Linked DNA regions of Gossypium hirsutum: region 1 is linked to region 2. A link is a contact called in public Hi-C data. All regions are on one chromosome and are shown on one strand. Each heading gives the region's core, a stretch centred on a gene start, on an enhancer-like site or on the middle of the called end of the contact. The rest is flanking DNA. Distances are from core to core; before and after follow the strand shown.

What was found. Hi-C and Micro-C count contacts between places; a contact is called where the count stands out from the background.
Region 1: a Hi-C map of leaf shows a contact between it and region 2, with 2.0 times the contacts expected there. The contact joins the enhancer-like site here to the promoter of LOC107899402 in region 2. A contact is called at or near these places in 3 of 34 Hi-C or Micro-C datasets (callus, leaf and petal).

Annotation. Positions count from the first base shown.
Region 1 is chrD04:32,853,176-32,860,058 of Gossypium_hirsutum_v2.1, forward strand. No RefSeq gene overlaps it. Among protein-coding and RNA genes, the nearest start is that of LOC121216606, 35 kb to the right of the region's middle. Within about 2 kb of position 1,761, at least 9 of the 9 cell types and tissues checked have an H3K27ac peak or open chromatin away from gene starts, as enhancers often do. A contact at or near this core is called in leaf, where this site is marked.
Region 2 is chrD04:32,599,264-32,605,752 of Gossypium_hirsutum_v2.1, forward strand. LOC107899402 (BEL1-like homeodomain protein 1) reads right to left here and starts at 3,257. Exons shown (of 7, transcript XM_041091301.1): 1 at 3,095-3,257; 2 at 2,759-2,806; 3 at 2,358-2,456; 4 at 1,431-2,225; 5 at 752-1,134; 6 at 608-668; 7 at 1-526. The coding sequence starts at 2,171.

The DNA of each region.
Region 1 (6,883 bases), core at 511-3,010, 250 kb after region 2:
TTGTTGTCATTACATTTTCATGTCAGTGCGTTGAGGATAATGCAAACTTTAAGTTTGGGAGAATGAACTTGGGGCTTGGAAATGCACCCTCATTTCAAAATATTTTTTTTGAAAATGAAGCATGCATGGTTTAATTATAGTTAATGAAAATTGTTCAAAAATTTTTGTTACATTCGATGCTTAATTCTTGAATCATGTGAATTATCAATGAATGAGTTGGATAAATTTGACAGAAGGTTGTAGCTTCAATTCTTTCATGAATGGATTAGGTTGCATTAGTAGTGGATGACTGCTATCATTCCTTAAATCTTGAATGAATCTGCTTTTTACAGCTGCTTATATATTTATATATAGTTATAAATTAGACACACTCCAAAGTGGGTGCAGTATAGAATGTTAAAAAAGGAACACTCCAATACAAGCATTAGAAAATCAATTTGGCCAAAGACTATCACTACATGAGTGTGTGTCGGCACAATTACATACTCCATGAGTGTTTGTTACAACCCATCATTACTTCACAGTAATAATGGTACAGTAATGCAACGATATCCCTTATTACAAAAAAATGTATATATATAATATATAAATACTTAGTATTGTACAATAAATGCTGTAATGGTAGATAGAACTTAGCTTGAAGCATGATGCTAGCATTGATGAAGTTGCAACCTTATTCATTCATGCTTATGAATTGTTAGTGCAATATTCTTTCATTTGAATGTGATTCATACATTGGGAATTTAGAGGGTTCAAGTTACTAGAATGATCATTTGCCTTAGTAAAATTTTTGTAGTCTTGGTAGTTTCTGTTTTACTGGAGGACAAGTAAAAACTCAAGTTTGGGGTTGTGATAGCACTAGAAAGAACATAGGTTTCCCCCCTTACTTATTGGTTAAATTATACCCATTTAATTATCTTTAGCATACATTTTAGCATTTTATAACTCAATGAATCCTAGCCTATTTTATCCTTAATTTTTCTATCTTTTTGCATTAATGTCGTTGCAGAAGTGAATTTCAGATTGCGTCCAAAATTGTCGCTGCACTTGATAGCTTTCCGGATAAAAACTAAAATTGCGTGAGCTGTCCAGTCTGGTATAACCAACCTATACGTAAGATGATAGAATAATTTTGAGAAAAGAACACCTATACTGTTGGAGGAGGACATAAAAGGTGGACATGAGAAGAAAAGCTAGCCGATTGATCCATAGAGCATAAATGACTGCATTAATTCTCGTGAAGTTCTCTCCGTTCAAGGTTGGGATACGAGCACTACGTCGAGGCAGTATGATTGTTGTATTGATTGGCTTGAAGATATGATGAGAGTCCTTGACAAGAAAGCAATGGCCAATCTTATGACAATCTTATGGAACTCCTGGAGCAATAGAAACAACTTCATCTTCAGGGGCAAAGAAGAGGAAGCTACGGTCATTTGGGAGAGGGCTAGCACTCTGAACAAAGATTTCCGCATTTGCAATCTGCTTAAGGAACCGCTGCTCTCACCTAATATTGCGCTTAAGAAATGGGAAAAACCTCCTAAGGGATTTGTAAAAATCAATTTCGACACTACTGTAGGGGTTAACAGAATTGGGGTAAGGGGCGATTGTAAGGGACGACTGTTTCGTTTTCGGTGGTGGGGGGGTTTTATTGAAACAAGGGTGTCGGTACATGAAGCTGAATGCATGGCGTTTGAAAAAAGTATACAGCTGGCGGGTCAACTGAACATTAAAGGGAATGTGATATTTGAAACAGATCACGCGAGCCTTGTCAACAAATTAAGAAATAATGGTATGGATGTCACCATCATCAGCGCGCGCATCAAAGAATGTATAGCTGCTTTCAACAATTTTAAATCAACCAAATTAATTTGGTCAAACCGGTCTTGTAATAATGTAGCAAACTTAATTTGTAACGTGTAGGGAAGCTAAAATGTGGTTTTTCGAAATGGATTATCTTAAGTAAATTCATAATACTGTAATTAGTGATGTTACTTAATAAAACGAGTTAACCCTTGTGATCATTTTATGTTCAAAAAAAAACATTACAAATACTAAATTATCATTCATTTAACAATATCGAACTGTTATAAGCACAAAACTAAATAATAAACTGCAATAATTATCTTGAATTAACTCAATAAAAAAAACTTAAAATAATTTAAATAATAAGCGACATGAACTTCTCTTTTCCTTTTCAATTTTGCTAAAAGCTTTTATAAGAATGTTATTTTGAAGTTTAAAGAACCTAATTTCTACCGGCTAAATTATTGTTTTTGAAATGCTAAATAAATAAATAAAAACTTTCCTAAAACATAATTAAATACAAAAAACCTAAATTAACCAATGCTTATAGACAATTTAAAACAAATCTTTCAAACTTTAGCACCAATTTTTTTTCAAAACACTGCGGGCGGTGCTTAATTCCACATGATTCATGCTCGTTTGCCCCAATAATTAAATTAAAAGCATGCATGGACCACAATGCAACAAAAATGGTTCTACCCAATCTCTTCACCCACTGATAAAGGAAAAGATGTGCATATTTATTTATTTATTTATTTATATTTGCCCCCCCCCCCAATTAATAAAACCCAACAAAAGTTGTTGAGGACTTGGTGGTTTTGCTATTAAATCATGTCTTAAACTTGTTTAGATTATATCGAAAGTAAACAACTCTCTATCACAATTAATATATAAATAACCCCTATCTCTCATTTGCATTAATAGCTTTAAAATTATTGATCAAGTTTTCCTTTTTTAAATATTAAAAAATAAAAATTATTTCATCTATCATCACTAGTTTATTTTAAATTCTACAAACTAAATTAAAATTAAACAAATATTGTTAATAATAGCATTTGTTCAATTATTTTAGTATTTTTATATTTGTTTTGCAGTTTATGTTCAAGGCTGATGATGTTCCTTCTAAAAATATCATCTCTAAAATTTTAATTTATGTCTCTCCTTAAAAATACAATGCGTCTTATTACACCACACTTATTGATCATTTGTACAAATGTTATTTTAATTTAAATCTCATTATAGAATTTTATTTCAATTTCTTTTTATTTAAATCTTGGTATATTTCATTTATTAATTATACATTATAATAATTAATTCTTGTAACACCCAATTTGCCCGGTCCAGTAAATGCAAAAAGAAAATAGATAAAATAATTCATAGTGTCCAATTACAAACGGGCTACAAGGCCCAAACCAAAGCAAAGCGGTGGCCCAAATTACAATGGCCCAAAACGGATGAAACCCTAGGGCTTCAAATCTTCAACAGTGCCGCAACCGAGCCAAGCGAAGCTCCGGATCTTCACAATCTGCACCTGCAAACACAAGAAAGGAAAGAAAATCAAATCAAATCAGATCGAATCAAACAAAATTTGTTTCTTGATTTCTTTTATTTTTCATTCGGATATAAAAAAGCCATACAGTGTAAATGGCGATTTTTCGAAATCAATAAAAAGAAAAACAGCTACTTTCACAACCAAAACAGAGTTCAAATAGGGAAAAAGCACAAATCGATTCAAAGGTTGCTATTAACAGTTTATTATTCTCCTGTTAGATTATATGTTCTATTTTTATTTTTTTTACTTATTTGCATGCGAATAAACTGAGTAAAAAGAAAGAAACGACCTTTCTTCGATTTTGAAGCGTCTGAGGGAGCCACGCCGAGGATCGGTGGTTGAAAACCGAAGCATTTCCTTGACTTCTTTGCGTTTTTCGTCAATATTTTGAAAACTCCAAACCCAGATTCGGGTTTAGAAAGGCCAAATGACCGAACAGGTGGCTGGTGCCCCGAGGTTGAGAGCCTTTTATTAGAGGGATTTTCATTTTTTTTAAGGAATGAGGAAATGAATTTTTTTATATAATTTTGGCTTAAATAGCCGATTGAAAACGGCGCCATTTTGAAGGGAGGATCCGCGCGTCGACCCGACCCGGATCCAAGATCCTCGTGTTTTTCATGCGGAGGGGCAAATTGCGCTTTTAGCCCCTCCGCCTTTTAATATAATTCCAATTAAGTTTTTTTATTATTTTAAATTCGGTCTTTAATTTATTTTAAATTTCAATCTAATCTAGTTGAACGGCGTCGTTTTAGAGGAGAAGGTAAAATTGCCCTTCCAGCCCCTCTATGTAATTCGTGCGTTCAATTTAATCTTCCAGACTTTATTTATTTGCGGATTTACCCTGGAATTTTATTTGTGATTCAATTTGGTCTTTTTTTCATATTTCTCTTAAAATTAATATTTTTAATAATGTATTTGTTTTTTATTTTATAATTTTCATAAGTAATTATCATTATTTTATATATATAGGTTTTATGTATGTATTTATACTTTTAAAAAACTAATATTTTTTCGTATATTTTATAAACGCATGTTTAATTTATTTAATTAATTTTGATATTATTTTACTTGTTTTTAACTTATGTATTTTTTATGTGTACATGTATATTTCTTTTTTGTTGTTTATCATTTGCTTATTAATTTATGTGTGCATATTTTTATTATTATCTTGCCTATTTATTTGATATCTTTTGCATGTCATTATTTTATATTCATTTGTTTATATTATTTCTATGTTATTGTTGTATTTGTTATCACGATATTTGCACATATAATATAACGTTATATCATCTTTTACTCAAATTTAAAAATTAAAAATTTTCAAAATTGAGATAATGCTCGTATTTAGGATTTTCAAGGAAATTGAGCCCTAACGTATTGGGTTCTGATTTTCTTCGTTAAATCTAACAATCGAGCATTTCTCTTTAATCAAAAAAATAAGAACTCGTTATTGGGAATTCAACATGTTGTGTCCTAACGTATTAGATGTGACGCATTGATTTCTCGAAATGAAGATTTTTCTAAAAAAATAATAAAGGAAATATTCCGAGTTTTGGATTTTAGAGGAATTGTGCCCTAACGTATAGGGCCGCGATTTCTTAAATCTTGAATCAATGGATATTCTTTTAAATTTTTATTACACGAGTATTTTGGCCTAATTCATTTTTGAGGAAATAAGAATGTTGTGCCCTAACGCATTGGGTGTGGCATTTTCTTTCTTTGAAATGACAAAGGTCTTAATACGTAACGATTTAAGTTTTTGCTAAAGATTATATTTTTTAAAAATTTTCGACCTTAAGACACTAATTAATTAACTAGGTACCAATTTTGGGCGTTACGAGGGTGCTAATCCTTCCTCGTACGTAACTGACTCCCGGATCTGTTTTTCTAAAACTCGTAGACCAAAGCCGTTTTTTAGGTGATCCAATCACACCTCAATAAAAGATTGGTGGGGACTCCAAATTTTCATTTTTTTAAAGTCGACAACCTAAATTTTTTGTTTTTCAAAAAAATGGTTTCGACAACTTGACGACTCCACTGGGGAGTATTTTTTTTAAAAAGAGAGTCGAGCCACAAAGTTGATTAATTTTTGTCTTATGGTCGAGAAAAATATTTTTTTAAAAAAAACTCATGACATCCTTTTACATTCATTATCTTATTACTTAAATATTGTTTGCATTATACATTTCATGAGTTGAACAATTTTACCCTTTTAAGTGGGAGTGAGAAGCTACGCCTTCGTGAGGTTTTTACCTCCGTGTAGGATAGTTGATTGCTTCCGGGATACATCCATACCTATGACTTCATGAGATTTTCATCTCCGTGCAGCCATAGGGAAATGTATTCCCCTGAACCGAACTCGATCTATATGAGCCTATAATGGGTGAGGATTGAGAAATCTGCTGGTTCAGGTACCTTTACTCTAGAAGCCAAACTTCATATAATGAACCTTAGGAATCCACCCTAGGTAGAACTATACTAAACCCTAGTAGATATCCAATTAGGGATTTTATTATTTCTTGATTATATCTTATGTTTTTATGTGATACTGACTTTTTTGTGTTTTATTTGCATGACATGGCATTTCATTTCATCATAAAAGGGCGTCAGTTCACATTCAGTTGCTAGATAGAAGGCTTATCATGGAAAGAGGGTTTCTTGATAAAGTGGAGGACAATGCGGCTGTCCGAACTTGGTCTGAAACAACACAGCAAGAAAAGGGTGATAGTTTAGCTGACGGGCATATATCGGAGTTATGAGACTTTACGCATATCAGTGTAACTCAAAACAATTTGCATGAATTGAAGGAAATCTGGGGTCAGTGGAGTGATGAGGTTAGACAGCTCTTTTATAATAATTATGGGGATCTGCCTTATTTTCTTGATGTAAAGGTAAACAAGCGTTTGTTTCAAGCCCTTGCCCAGTTCTGGAATCCTGCTTACAGCTGCTTTACGTTTGGGAAGGTCGATTTGGTGCCTATGATAGAGGAATATATGGCTTTACTTCGATGTTCAAAGTTTCAAGTGGACAGGGTCTATTCGAGAGTGATAAATGTACCAACCTTTTCAAAGAAGTTGATGAGTGTAACAGGAATGAGTGAGCAGTGGGTTGTCGCACGAATTAAGCAAAAGGGGGATAGTAAGTGCATTCCTTGGAGAAGCTTGAAAGATGCAATTCTCACACACCCAGATGTAAGGAAAAGGTTAGATGTTTTTGCTTTAAGTATTTACGGCTTGGTTGTCTTCCCTAAAGCCTTGGGGTATGTGGATGAAACAGTTACTGATTTATCGACCGGCTCGATAAGAAGGTTATACCGATTCCAGTAATTTTGGTAGAAACTTTTAGGTCATTGAGTGCATGCCGGAAGACGGGCAAAGGTAGATTTATTGGATGTGCACAGCTTCTACTCGCATGGTTTCATAGTCACTTTTAGAAGGTGTATAAAGTTTCGTATCGGGTTTTCTCTGAAAATTATTCACCACTAAAGGAGATAGTGGCTACGCCAAGGAGAGACGACATTTTGAAGGA
Region 2 (6,489 bases), core at 2,007-4,506:
TTGGAGCGAACTGTTCTGCATCGAACCGTCCGATTTCTCCGATAGGATACTGCCCGAAACCTCCCATGAAATCGGTGTTGGTCCCCATGAATGAGTACCCATCTTTGCTGAACTTCATGGAAACCTCATTGCTTGCCTCACTTTGATTCATGTCCATGTTCATGGATGGGACACTAGTTGGGGACTGCAACAGTTCATTGCTCCTTGGTTTCTTTGGACTTCCTTGGGTGATCCCTTCTAATTCGGATGATCCAATGAGGGAGAAACGCGACTGCTGGTGTGCATTTCCTGCAAGGGGAGACGTTGAAGCAGTCGAAATGGACATTGATGAAACTTTCTGGTTCTCCCCAGGATTTTGGCAGCTTGGAGCTGTGGATTTGGATGCTGAATCTTCATGGTTTTCGGTCTTGCTTGTTTTGTCATCTGAAGTACCATTCTGTTCTTGCTCCTTGGTTTCCTCTAAATACATCTCTTCCACCATTGGCTTCCATAGCCGAACTCGGGCATTTATGAACCAGTTAGACACCTGAATTATCACCAAAACAAACAAAATCCCTGAATTACATGTGCCACAATCGGGACAAGAGTCGCCAGACAAGGCCCATACCTGACTCCTAGTGAGCCCTGTTTGTTTTGCAAGCATGTGTTTGTCTGAATCTTTAGGATACCTGAAATGGGGATTAAGAAATTCGGATTGAAACTTTAAGGATGTTTCAAATGCAGTATTGAGAAAATTTCAGAGATTACATACGGGTGAAGGAAGTGTTCGAAGAGCCAAGCTCGAAGAACAGAAACTGATCTTTCAGGCAATCCTCTCTGGGGTCTCCAAGCATTGTGCTGGATCATTCCCAACTGCTGAAGTGCTCTTTGCTGTCGAAGATGATGATCCACGAACTTAAGTCTGGATCCCTCGATTTTGGCTGCTTCGCCTACACCATCTTCTTCTTCCCCTAAACTCTTGTTGGCTGCTCGGATTTGGTCAGTTATTGCATCTTTCAAACACCGAAATTGCTTTGAAATGGTCTTTAATGCAAGAGCTGTGTATGTTTTTGCTGACCCAATTCCAGCTGCTTGCTCAAATGAGGATGTTACAATCTGCATCTGGTGATGGTATTGCCTATACCTTTGTTCCACCTGCCAAATAAAAAATAAAAAAGACAACCATTTGATATCAATATGTTGTGCCTAAACAATAAGCTTACGTTGGATGTCTAGAAGAAGTTTGGAATTCAAGAACCTGACTGACGTACTCCAATTGGTAAATTTCATGGATTTGAGGTCTAATAACAAACTAGAGCTTTCAATTAATTAAACAAAGAATCTTCAAGGATTGAAATCTAAAGAAAGACCTTAAAATAGTAGAGTTACAACTTATGAACTTGCTTCTATCCCAGTTTTTTCCATATATATATATGATCTAATTTCCATACCTCATCAAGCATGTTAATTAGCTTAGCTTTCTTCATCTGAATTTCCTGTTTCTCAGCCGTGGTCAGCTCTGCGACGTGTTTCTCACCTGCCTCCCCACCACCAGAGCCATCCCCGGCCACCACCGACGACTCTCCCATAGCCTTACTACTGCTATTGCTATGATTATTTCCACCACCACCCTTCTTAGCCAATAATTCACTCTTTGTAATCCCAGTAGTGTTAACATTAACAACCTCATCAAGAAGCTCTTGAGCAGCCTTCAAGTATTTAGAGCTCAAAAACACACTTTGCACACCCGACACCCTATCGTGCACGCCTGAACCCGAAGAAGCCGACCCGCCTGAAACTGCTTGAGCCTGGGATCCATAACCCGGCTGCTGCTGGGAAGAAAGGGTCAAAGAGAGTCCTTGTTGAGCGCGAGGAGTTTCACGCGCCGATCCGGAAGGGTCAATAGGGTTGTACATGTTGTAATGGACGCGCTGGACGAGGCCATGCAAGGGGGAGATATCGTGTGAGGTAGGGCCTTGATTGGCAGCTGAGGTAGCGGGGAGGGGGATGCCGACGAGTTGCTGAGTTTGGGGCGGAGAGAGGGAGTTAGGGTTGAAGAAAAGGAGGTTGCTGGCCGGGGGTGGTGGAGGGGTATCGGAATACTGAACATAGGCAGGGTTCATAAGTACAAGGGTTTGAAGGCCGTCAGTACTTGCTTGGATTTCAGGGTTCCCATGAAAGTACGTCGCCATCGTATGTTGTTTTCTTTGCTTAATTCTAATATTGTTTTCTACTTTTTCTCTTCACTGAAAAGATCAAAGAAACACCAAATTTATTATTATTATTATTATTATTATTATACTACTTTCATAATCACAAGCACTAGAAAAAGAAAAAAAATTCATCCATAACATCAATAAAGTCTAAACATGTTTTACCTTATTCTCCAGAATAAATCCCCAGACTTTAAATCAACCCATTCCAGAACTTTCTGGGAAAAATGGGGTATTGATGATCTTGGGATGATCAAGTGGATCCTGAGAATTCAGTGGAAAGGAAAGGAGTGATAATCCTCCACAATTAATATATGTATATAAGTAAATATGATTGGCTGGCTCGTCAAGGTTTGGGAACAAGTCTAGAGCTTGAAGACATGGGAATAATAGGAGGAGAAGATGAAGAAAAGGATGAGGGTGAGGGAAGGAAAAAAAGGGAGTATAGGGGAGAAAGTTTTAGTGTTTATATAAAGATAAGAGAGAGAAGGCTGAAATACAGAGATTGAAACAGAGAGAGAGAGAGGGAGAGAATTGATTATAGTAACAGTTAATAAGATTTGTACCTGGTGTGATGGTAATTTGAGTATACACGTGCTTCATCATCATCTTCACTGCAAAATAGAACTTTAAAAAATAATTAAAATTTTGACAAGTAAAAGCTAATATAGTTATAGCTAAAATACCATATAATTTAAATAAACAGAAAGAGATATGATGTATCTATCTGTGGAATTTATGATTTTTTTTTAATGATCTATCAGTAAGTTAGTCCTTTATTGTCAGACTCAATATCTCTGCAACTCCCCCCCCCAATTGAAACCGGAAAAAGTAAAAGTATCAGAGAGATTAATGGGTGACCTTCAATTACTCTTTAATGGGTTTTTAATTAGGTGAAGTACCTGCAAATACAACAAAACAAAGGGAACTTGTGTGATTTGACCCTCCCTTTTCATAAACTATACAAACCAACCACTCTTTTCTTTTTTCTTCTTCTGTGAAAGAAAAAAAAGGAGTGGAGATATGATATGTGTATATATCAAGCTGTTTTCATAAATAATAATTGACACAAGATTTGAAAAAATGTCTCCTTTCACACTGTAAGCTTAATTAAAATAAAAATAAAAAAGAAAATTATGGTAATCATAATAATAATACAAGAAAAAAGAAGAGAAGATGATGAGAGAGGGTAGAAGAGGGTCCTACTCCTCAATTCATACATTAAATATCTCTTTGTCTTTTTTCGTTTTTCACTTTATTTTTTTTTCTCTCTTTTTACATAATTTTGGGGCTAATATTTTTGTGGTTGGATGCCAGTGTTTGAAGATAAAGCAATTAAATTGCCAAGGAACACAGAACCAACCGCCATAACACCTACTTTAATGCTTCAAAAAATGAAATAAATACTAGTAGAGTACATGTATACACTTCATAATTTAATTTCTATTTTTTTCACAAATTTAATTTAATTTCTATCTTTTTTACAAATTTAAAGAATACCCATTGTTTATCTGCATGAGAATTTTGAATTTAATACATATATATATATGAAACCTACCAAAAAGTAAACTGTTTTGATCTGTGAAACAAAACAAAAAACAGTGGGGTCCTAATCAAATGCATGAATGTGTGAATTTGAATCAAGTGCTCCCTAACTGTGTAGGGCCAAATTGAGTTTCTCTCATACCATCCCTAACCCTTCACCAAAACTGTACTACAAAATTACATAAAACAAGAAATCTACTACTAAATTTACACTTTCTGACTTCAAACTTCTTTATTTCTCTCCCAAAATTTGAAATTTTTTAATATATTCCTAAAAACCAAATAAACTTAAAAAAAAATCAAGGTGACTGACAGACAGTAATTGGTATATATAATTAAAAGGAAAAGAATAGTTTGACCAGAGAAAAATGGTGAAGTGCAACAAGACATTGGATACTCATACATAAATTTAGCTTTTTAACATTTATTTTTTATGGGTTATTTTGATCTTTTATTTTTGAAATTTAGTTAAATTATTCGTTTTTTATTAAAAAAATTACTGAATTATTAAAATATTAATGGTATTGATGTGACAATTTATTTAAAATTTTATCTATAAAATGGATAAAATTTTAAAAAATTTACAAACTTTTTTAAATTTTGTTAATTTTTAAATATTTTTATTTTTTAAAATTTTTATGATTTATAAGATGGATTGACATATTAGTGGTCATATTAATACCATTAAAATTTTAACAGTTCAGTAATTTTTTTTTGTCCAAAAATAAATAAGTTAACTAAATTTTAAAAATTGAAGGTTAAAATGATAAAAGAAAAAAAAAGAATAATAGTTCGTATTTAAACTTTTATATTAATTATATAATATTGAATTAATTAACTCTTTGAACAAGAGAAGAGACATTGCAATCACCATCACGGTAACACATTCTCTGATCAAATTAAAGTCATCTTAATTATTAATAATAAGCTAGAGTTCCTAGGATTCTCGCCCCCAATGAAAAGCTTTTCACTTTTAATTGTCAGCTCAGGTAGTGAAAGATCATTAACTTTAACATTCACTGCCATAAAAAGTAAGCTCATCAATTGAAAACTCACCTGAAAGAGAACCCATATCTCTCATGTCGTCAGTCAACTATAAAACTACTTACCCTCAATTTTCTCATTGGCTTAAAAGAGTTGCAACTTTCTATACTTTGTTTTTTCAAAAAAAGAAAATACAGTATAAAATTCATGTTTTTTTTTTACTGCCCGCTGTACTTAAACGAGAAATTCATGCAGTACAATTTTGAGAAGTCTCCTTTCATCCAATTCTGGGCGTAAGTGTACAATCACGTTCTTGCCTTTAGAACAACGTCAAATTTAGTGCATGTGAAATTAAATACTGGTTCAGAGTTGGAATTCAGGAGTTGTATTATCAATTCTTTCACCATTCCATTGTGGTTCATTTTGACCTAATTAAATTACTTTTATCATTGAAAGTTTATGCATTCTGCCGCTTTTTTTTTTCTTCTATTGTTTTTAAGTAAGATCTACTTATCACCTCAAAACTAAACTTATTTTGAGTGAAATTTTTTATGGTACCTTCCAAAAAGTGAAATTTGCTGTTTTTCGCGGTTCAAAAATAGTTAAAAGATCACTAACTGTCTCATTTATTTAATTTTCTTTAATTATCAATTAAGGATATATGATAATTTTTTTAACTTTGTTTCTAAAATTTTTAAAAAAAATCTCGGCAATATATCAAATAATTATTGTTAAGGAATTGTTAAATCACTTTTTTTTTATAATTGAGGGAGGGGAATATAGTTGCTTAGAATCGAAACCAAACTCTCATGCCTACAACATATTACTCTTGCCACTAAACCAAAAGATTATTGTCTTAAATCACTTTTTAAAAAGTCATGTTCCAACATATTTAAAATTCAAATAACTACATTTGCAACTCATTCTCTATTAAAAATCTCATTATTCTCAAAAGTCTCAAAACTTAACTAGAACTTTAATCATTTAACTTATTTTCAAGCACCGCTACCTGCTCAAGCTCAAAGTTTTAATTAAATTTTGAGAGGATTTAAATAAAATATTAGACTCGTTTAAAATATAATTTAATTTGTGCTCCAATATTTGGGCCCAACTCATTTTGAAATATGATATTATAGTATATTATTTTTATATATTATGCATTTATGTCATATAAAAATTATATTTTTAATAATATAATATATAATACTATAATGTAAATATTAAAAAAATATTAAATTATTTATATTTAAAATTTAATGAAAGAGAAAATATTAAAATATTAAATATTAAATTAAAAATACGACGCGGGTGAATTAATCATCTATAAATGAGTGGTGAATTATACTAATATCATAAATTATATAATATATATAAATATATAAGCCAGTCTGCCCTGGCCTATGTTGACCCAATTTTCTTTTAATTTCCTGACAGATTTTTTTGGTTGTTATTTTCCATCTTCTTCAACTTATTCTTTTAAAAAAAAGTTTGCTAGCACTTCAAAGTTAAGTCGCTATTAGCTCCATTTATATAAATATACTTAATTAAATAAATTATTTAATTGAGTTGGGTTTGACTATCAGAGTACATCGTCGTACGGATGAGCTTCCTTGATGGAATCTATGGGACTGCAAACACATGACAGTGGTGTACATCACATCACATCAAACTAACCTCCATTCTTTTTTGGTTAAAAACGTTTTATCAATATATTTTTCTATGATGATGCAAAGCTTACATGAGAGGCATGAAATTCAAATGGTTGTCT